Regions from separate parts of the Monodelphis domestica genome. Here region 1 is linked to region 2. A link is a contact called in public Hi-C data. All regions are on one chromosome and are shown on one strand. Each heading gives the region's core, a stretch centred on a gene start, on an enhancer-like site or on the middle of the called end of the contact. The rest is flanking DNA. Distances are from core to core; before and after follow the strand shown.

Evidence for each region. Hi-C and Micro-C count contacts between places; a contact is called where the count stands out from the background.
Region 1: a contact with region 2 is called in a Hi-C map of spleen and liver, with 4 times the contacts expected there. The contact joins the enhancer-like site here to the promoter of BAHCC1 in region 2. A contact is called at or near these places in 2 of 2 Hi-C or Micro-C datasets (limb and spleen and liver).

What each region holds. Positions count from the first base shown.
Region 1 is chr2:232,333,221-232,337,002 of mMonDom1.pri, forward strand. No RefSeq gene overlaps it. Among named protein-coding and RNA genes, the nearest start is that of BAHCC1, 76 kb to the left of the region's middle. Within about 2 kb of position 1,766, at least 2 of the 2 cell types and tissues checked have open chromatin away from gene starts, as enhancers often do. A contact at or near this core is called in limb, where this site is marked.
Region 2 is chr2:232,257,237-232,260,558 of mMonDom1.pri, forward strand. BAHCC1 (BAH domain and coiled-coil containing 1) reads right to left here and starts at 1,780. Exons shown (of 28, transcript XM_056817346.1): 1 at 1,650-1,780. LOC130457268 (a long non-coding RNA gene) reads left to right here and starts at 2,138. Exons shown (of 3, transcript XR_008916444.1): 1 at 2,138-2,226.

The sequences.
Region 1 (3,782 bases), core at 516-3,015, 76 kb after region 2:
CAAGTCATTTAACCTTTGCCTGCCTCAGTTTCCTTATCTTTAAAATGAGGATAATCATGGCATCTACCTCAGAGTTATTGTGAGAATCAACTAAGTTGATGCATGTAAAGTCATTTGCGAACACCATATAAACACTATTATTATTAGCTATTATTAAGCACAGAATACTAGAATGTTAGAGCTAAAAGAGTCCTTTAGTCTCATCTTTGTTTTATATAGATGAAGAAAGAAACCCCAAAAGATTAAATGACTTGCCCAACTCATTCACACAACTAAATAGTGCAGGACTTGGGAGGGGGAACAAAAAGTTTTCTGACTTTTGAGTGATTTTCCTAATGTCTATACTATGAATCACCACAAAGTTTCCATTTGCTATCTAGGTAGGCACTATTAAAAAAAAAAAGGTGTGATCTGGGAGGTAATTTAAGGGGTCATCTAATTAGAACTTTATTCTCATTTGGCTATTTTTTGGAATCTTTAAACCTAGATGGTTTGACTTTGCAACAATCCCACCACTTGCCTAAAGGTATTTGTATATATATGTATGTAAATACATATACCTAACTCTAAAACTAAAACTAAAGTTTTTTTTATACTTGGGGACACCACGGTGTAGAAAAAAAGCAGGGTAAACAATTGCTGATCTCAAATGCTTTGAGATACTACCTGTAGAATATTCTCAAGTTATTCTTAAAAACAACACAGTTTCAGTCTTTGTAACAATTCTTAGGAAGGACAGAAGGGCAAAGACTAGGCAAACAGGGTTAAGTGACTTACCCAGAGTCACACATCTAGGAAGTGTCTGAGGTCGGATTTGAACCCAGGTTTTCCTGCAGGCTTGGTTCGCAATGTGTAACTTAGCTGTCCCTCAATCAAATTATTCTTGTGCCTAATTTTTGTCGAAGATAACCAGAGTTATCCTTCTGGCTTTATCGATGGTATTTTAGTTTAGCCCTTCTACACTAGGAGGGAGAAATACGGAAATTTAGAAACCCAAAAGAAAGTTGAGCCAGTTTTTCTTTAGTGAATTTAGTCACCACCACCACCCCCCCCCCCCAAAGGAAAAATTTAAAGATATGCATCATTCCTACTTCTTTTCTTCCTTCAATCCAGACTTAAGAGTGTCAGGCTGGGGGGAGGGGGGAATTTTCAAATATCCGCCAAACACACAGGCAACGAATTTAGTGGTACAGTAGTATAGTAGCTCTCCTTGGATTAAGTTGAAAAAGCTAAAGGTACGAAGCCGGGAGAGTCAAAAGCCCGAAGCTCCTATGGGCTACGAACTCTCACCACCAACTAGGCGATTGGATCCACCCCTTGTAGAAGATTGTGGCTATTTCCTAGCTCTCATAGGCTGGGGCTCCGGGCACAAACAAAGGGAGAGTCTTTCATGGTGCAGGATTGGTTGAGGAAGCTGAGTGTGTGAGAAATGAAGTTGGGCTAGGGAGGAGGAGAGGTGGTGTTCATCTTGGGGGAGGGGAAAGGGTGTTTGCAAGATTTAAGGTGGTTCTTGATTTGTCCCAGGCTAAGAAGCCGCACCGCTCTTAGATTAGTCTATACCTGCTACTCAATAAGGGACTGGGTGAAAAGAGAGTTCCGACAACATCTGGATACTAGGGTTAGTACCGAAATCAACGCTGACTGAATACTAACTGCAAGGTTTGAATTAGGGATTTTTTTTTTTGTCATCCTAAAGGGATAGGTCCCACCTCCTTAAAGAGGCGTGGCGAAGTACTTCCATTGACTAAATAAGCCCGCGTGGGAAATGCAAGACGGAAGAAGCAAAGCCCTCCCTTCCCCCAACCCCTCAGCCTTCCCGCCTCCCCCCTCCCTCCCCTTGTCTCCTGCCACCACTCCCGTGCCTTCCTCCCTCCCCTCCCCTTCTACCTCTCGCCTGGGATACTCCCAGACAGAATCCGTGGCTGCCGACACCTCCTTTTCTCCGCCTGCTCTTACTCTCGCCGCCTCCTCTTTCCCCGGGGGTGAGACCTGGAGCTGGAAGCTGCTGTAGGAGGCAGCGCCTGGGGTTTGCATTTCGGCGGCTCTCCGAGCCAGGATCTGGAGAAAGCTGAAGGTGGCGGCGTAGGCAGCAATTTGTGTGGAGCCACTGCCTGGTGGGTGGCTGAGCTGGCTGTGGCTGGGAAGAAGATGGAAAAGATACTGGCAACTCCCAAAGGCTATGGAGACGAGAAGGGGGTACCTGCGCCACCCCGCCTGCGTCACTGGATTCTTCGAAACTCGCCGCTGGCAGATAGAGAATCTGGGCTTTCCTTAAATGTCTTTCTTGGGGGCTCCCCCAAGTGCTTTGACTGAGAACCTCCATCCCCCCAACTTTTCCTGAGGCTTTAACAGATATTCGCTGCCACAGGATGGGAAATAGTCCAGACCTGGTGACCTCCCAAAGGTACAGTTGAGCCAGGAGCCGAGCAGAGGTGCAAAAGAAGAACCGGCAAGGGCTGGGAGACCGAACTGGAGTTGACTGCTCAAAGCCAAATGGTACATGACCTGCGGACAGTGCCGAGTGGAATCGGGAGCTACACCTCTCCCTACCCACTCTGTGGCTTTTTTTTTTTTCTTTAAGTGATAAGAAAGAAATTTTTTTTCTATCCATGGCAAAAGGATGTCTCCTTACCCACACCCACACCCCAAAAACCGGTCAGCCAAGGAGAATCCCCACAAGCGGGATGGTCTTGGTTATTGCAGAATAACTCTGCTGAAGCTTGGCGGGGAGGAGAGATGGGATGGGGGTGGAGTGGGGGGTCGTAAATTCCTTCTCTGTAGCTTTCGGAAGCTCTGAAGGGTCAGAAGCTCAGGAGAGTTGCCAGGTACGTGCGGTTTTCATTATTATTATTATTATTTTTAATTTTCTCTCCAAAAGAAAAGAGAGAATAAAATCGCCGCTGGTGTGTAAGTGGTTTTCTTGTAAACGTGTCTTTACTCGGGGTTGGGGATCGGAAGCAATTAAGCCACTGTGGGAGCTGAGTTATAGGCTGGTTCCAGCTTCGCAGCCCCGCAATACAGACCTTATTCAAACTCCAAACGCATGCTGGGGCCGGGGGCTCGGGTGGGGGAATGGGGAGGGGGAGAAAGGATGCAATGGTTGGAGTGAATTCCCCTCCTGTAGCCTCGGGTTTCCAGCCAAAAAAACTGCAGCCGGTTCAAGAGTTCCCAAACATTTTGAGCCTTAGCGCTTTGTTTTCTGAGGACCACAGTCTCAGCTTTTCCTCAAAACCCGCCTAGATTTGGCCTTTGCTGGTTGGGTCTCCGGGAACTTGGTATTGCATTGTGGAAAGAACCGGCATAGCTCCCCTACAAGCTTCCTCATCACTTTTCCCGTGGAGTACTTCTCCCTTGGCTAATCATTCTTTCTTTCCCACCCTTGTGTCGGCTTCCCTTCCCCCACTCACTTCCAACAAAAACCCGTCCAATTTCTTTTTTAAGGGAAGGAAAAGCACCCAAGTTTAGCGTTTTTCTTTAAAATTCCCTCCAACCATCTTTTGAGAGCTACCTTTTTGAAAAAGAAACGAAATATGGAAAGAACAGGAAGTCCATTTTATGTTATCTTTAAAGAGGGCTTATCATCCCCCCCCAAAAGTTATAGATGAGAAAAAGATTTCTCCCCTTCCTAATCCTAGTTAAGAATTAAAAAATTTTGCATTTAATTTGATTTCTTTGAAGACTTTCTGTTTCGTGTAAGTAGGAGAGATAAAGTTCTTATTTAGCTGGGAACTTGGTATGCCAGATCTCTTCCTGAAAGCCCCCTCCAGGTGAAATGTATTTAA
Region 2 (3,322 bases), core at 530-3,029:
GGGAGAATAGAATCCGGAGGACCTCTCACCCTACCCACCTTCCCCTCCACACAGCCCCTTTTCTTCCCGAAGATAGCGACAAGAGCAGGCACGGTCATTGGGGCCTGTACGTGCAAACGGCCGTTTTACTTCCCTAGGAACTGGAAGCCGGAGCATCAAAGAAGAGCAGTCGCCACTTTTGCAAACAGCCACGTCCATCCCCTCAAAATCATTTAATGAATTTTCTTTCTCAGTAATGAAAATATACTTTCCCCTCACCAAGCTTTGCCGCCAAAAGAATGGAGTTCTTTTCAGGCAGTGGGGAAAGGAGAGCAAAAATTTCCCCTTGGAGTAAGTATTCGCTTTTGCCCCTCGAGAGGTTAGCCCCCATAACCTTCTCCCTCCTGTCAAGTGCGCAGGAGATGTAGTGGGGGGAGTTGGGAGTGGGTTAGGATGGTGCAGCTTGGCTGCGGTGGGACAAACGTTCGAACCATAGCTCCCAGTTCCGATCGCTACTAGTTTTGCTTCTTGACTGGGGTATCAGGTCCAGATACTGGTTCAAATTGAGGAGGAACTCAGCAACTTGTAAGGCAAACATGTGGTTCCTTGGGAGCAAGATTTCATGTTTAGAATAGAAGGAAAATGAAGCCAACCTGGAATCTAGATTATTTTTTAAACCTTTCTTCAATCCAAGGCCCACAACCAAGAGGTGGGCTGCAGGGGGAAAATAGGTTTCCCATGTCTATCTACTTTGACTTTTTGCCCTTAATGTTATTATTACTTATAATGTGCAAAATGCAAAGATAGAAAATCTTTACCAGATCAAGGAACGAATTCCCAAAGCCTTACTGATACTTCTTCATCCCTTGGGATAGGGTGGCTGAATATATATGTATATATACATATATCTTTTATATATATTAAATAAATAGCCTTTAATGTCCATGCAAAAGACTCCTAGTTTAGGAGGGCAAACAAACAAATAAAAAACCACAGACACTACTAAGGCAGTAATTATTATTATTTTTTTTAAAATCTCAGTGTGTGTGAGGGTAACAAACACGTTTAATGAAAAGAAAAACTCTCTTAGAGCCAACAGTCTAACCCCAAAGGATGGATAGTCAGTGGGCTGGGCTAGGAAAATTTTTTCAGAAGCAAGATCCTGATGGAGGGTGGGGTGGAAAAAAAGTAGGGAACTGATGGGGGTGGAGGGAAATGGAGGGCGTGCTCTTTTTTTTTTTTTCCTGGAAAGGACCGGGTCTGGAGAAAAGGGTTTGAGAAAAGTTAAAGGTAAGCTCTGGATGGGCGAGCCATCTCTGCCTGCATTGCACCCGCTGAGGGGAGTAGCTCAGCGGCTGAGGACACAGAATGGGGCGGATCTGCATAAAGCCGAGCCTGAAACCCTGCTCTGGTGGGTCCCCATCACGTCCCATGAAGCTTTAGTCTCCCAAGCGGCAGAGGGGGGTGGTGGGGAAGGCCGTGTGTTTTTCTTCGGGGGAGAAGGGTTGGAGAGGAGAAACACTGAAGGTGGAGGAGAGAAGAAAGCTGGGGTAGGGGGAGTTTCCTCCCCATCTCCATAAGGAAAACCCCCTACATCGCAGGAGCAGCCACGCGGCAGAGAACGAAAGAAGAAATGCCAAGCCGCCCCAATCCAAATCAAAGCCACCTACCGGGATTGGCGGTCCACTCAGAGGATCAAGGTCCTGGCGGAATCTCCCCGGGGAGATGGCCTCTCCAGACTCCGAATCCAGGGTCGGGAAGGGAGGGGGGGGGGGGAGTGCTGCACGGCACCCAACACCTCGAAGACTTGTCCTGGAGGAAGGATCCACCCCCTCCCCCAAGTAAAGTGGGAGTTGCTCTGGATCTCCAGTTGAGCAGGGAATTTGGAGGTTTGAAAAGATAACTTTTTTAAAAATCGAGATGTGAGATTTTATTTTATTTTTATTTAAATCCTCCCGAGGCTGCAGCTCCTGCGTCCCCTACCTGCTAGCACCGAGTAAATCCCATTCCATTAGAGCGGGGAGGCGGCCAGGCGCTCCATAACCACAAATTTATGGCATGGGTGACGTGCTTCCCTCTCCCACAATGGGGCCCGGTGACATTAAACAGAAAATTGATGAGAGAGAAGCGAAATCTAATCTCTTTTCCACCTCTACGCCATTTCTTCTTGCATTTTCTGGTGGGGGGGTTAGTTAGGGGGAGGGGAATTGGAAAGGAAGAGAGACATCGCTGAGTTCGCGGCACAAGGTTATTCCTTCTTAATTCATTTTTCCTTTCAAGGGAGGTGCGGGGCAGGGGAAAGGGGGGGAGGGGTGCGCCTTGCTTTAGCCCCTAAGTGGCCGTCATATGATCTTTTCGTATATTTTCAAGCGGAATTGCGGCTCCCTTTTCGCGCTACCCATTCCGGGAGAAATGTGGAGGGCGTGAGGGGTAGGAGTGGAGAAGAGCACTCTACCTTATAGAAAAATCCAGGGTGGGGGCCGCGGCGGCGAATGCGGAGAGAAAGGAGACAACGGCTATCTGTGTCGTGCCCAATTGCGGCCATTGCGACCCCCCCTTCCTTTTACTATCCCAACCCCCATTTCAGCCCCTGGGGAATGGTCCGCCGTTCCCCCAATCCCCTTTTGATTGTACGGCCGCTTTCCGCTTTGGTGGCCCCCGTCCCAACCGCCAGGACTAGAAGCCTGGGAATGGGATAGAAGGGCAGGAACCCCCAAAGAAACTTCCAGTACCTGGCGGAAACTCGGTTTTGCGGGGATCTCCGCATATTTCTGAATATGGGCCCAGGGCGGGGAACCACAGAGCTCCGGAGCATCCCAGAAATTCCCCTCTGCCCTGCCCTTAAAATCCTCTCTGGCCAAAAAAAAAAAAATGACCACACGAGACACTCTTGGAAGTGCTTGCCAAACAGCAGCAGCGCTTTACTGCCTCGCGACCCGCCTTGCTTTACCTTCGCCTGGCAGCACATCACTATACGGCGCTTCCCCGTTTTGCACCCGGCGGTTCCTGGCACAGGCCCAGGGACTAGAGAGCCGGCGTAGCTTGGAGTTCGCCGCCTTACTTTCTTAAAGGCGCCACGCCACTGTGGCTCTCGCAGTCTCTGCCTTCCTCCATTATATTCTCTCAACCTCCTCCCTCCAGTAGTCTTTTGTCCTCGTATCCAGAAAGGTCACTGCCTGGAGACCGCTGAGCCCGGGAAGGAGACGCAGCACCCAGTGGTCTTGCTATAAGGCGGAATAAAAACGGGCGCTCCTCTCTCTCTCTCTCTCTTTCTCTCTCTCTCTCTCTCTTTCTCTCTCTCTCTCTCTCACATACACACACACACATACAAACACACACACAC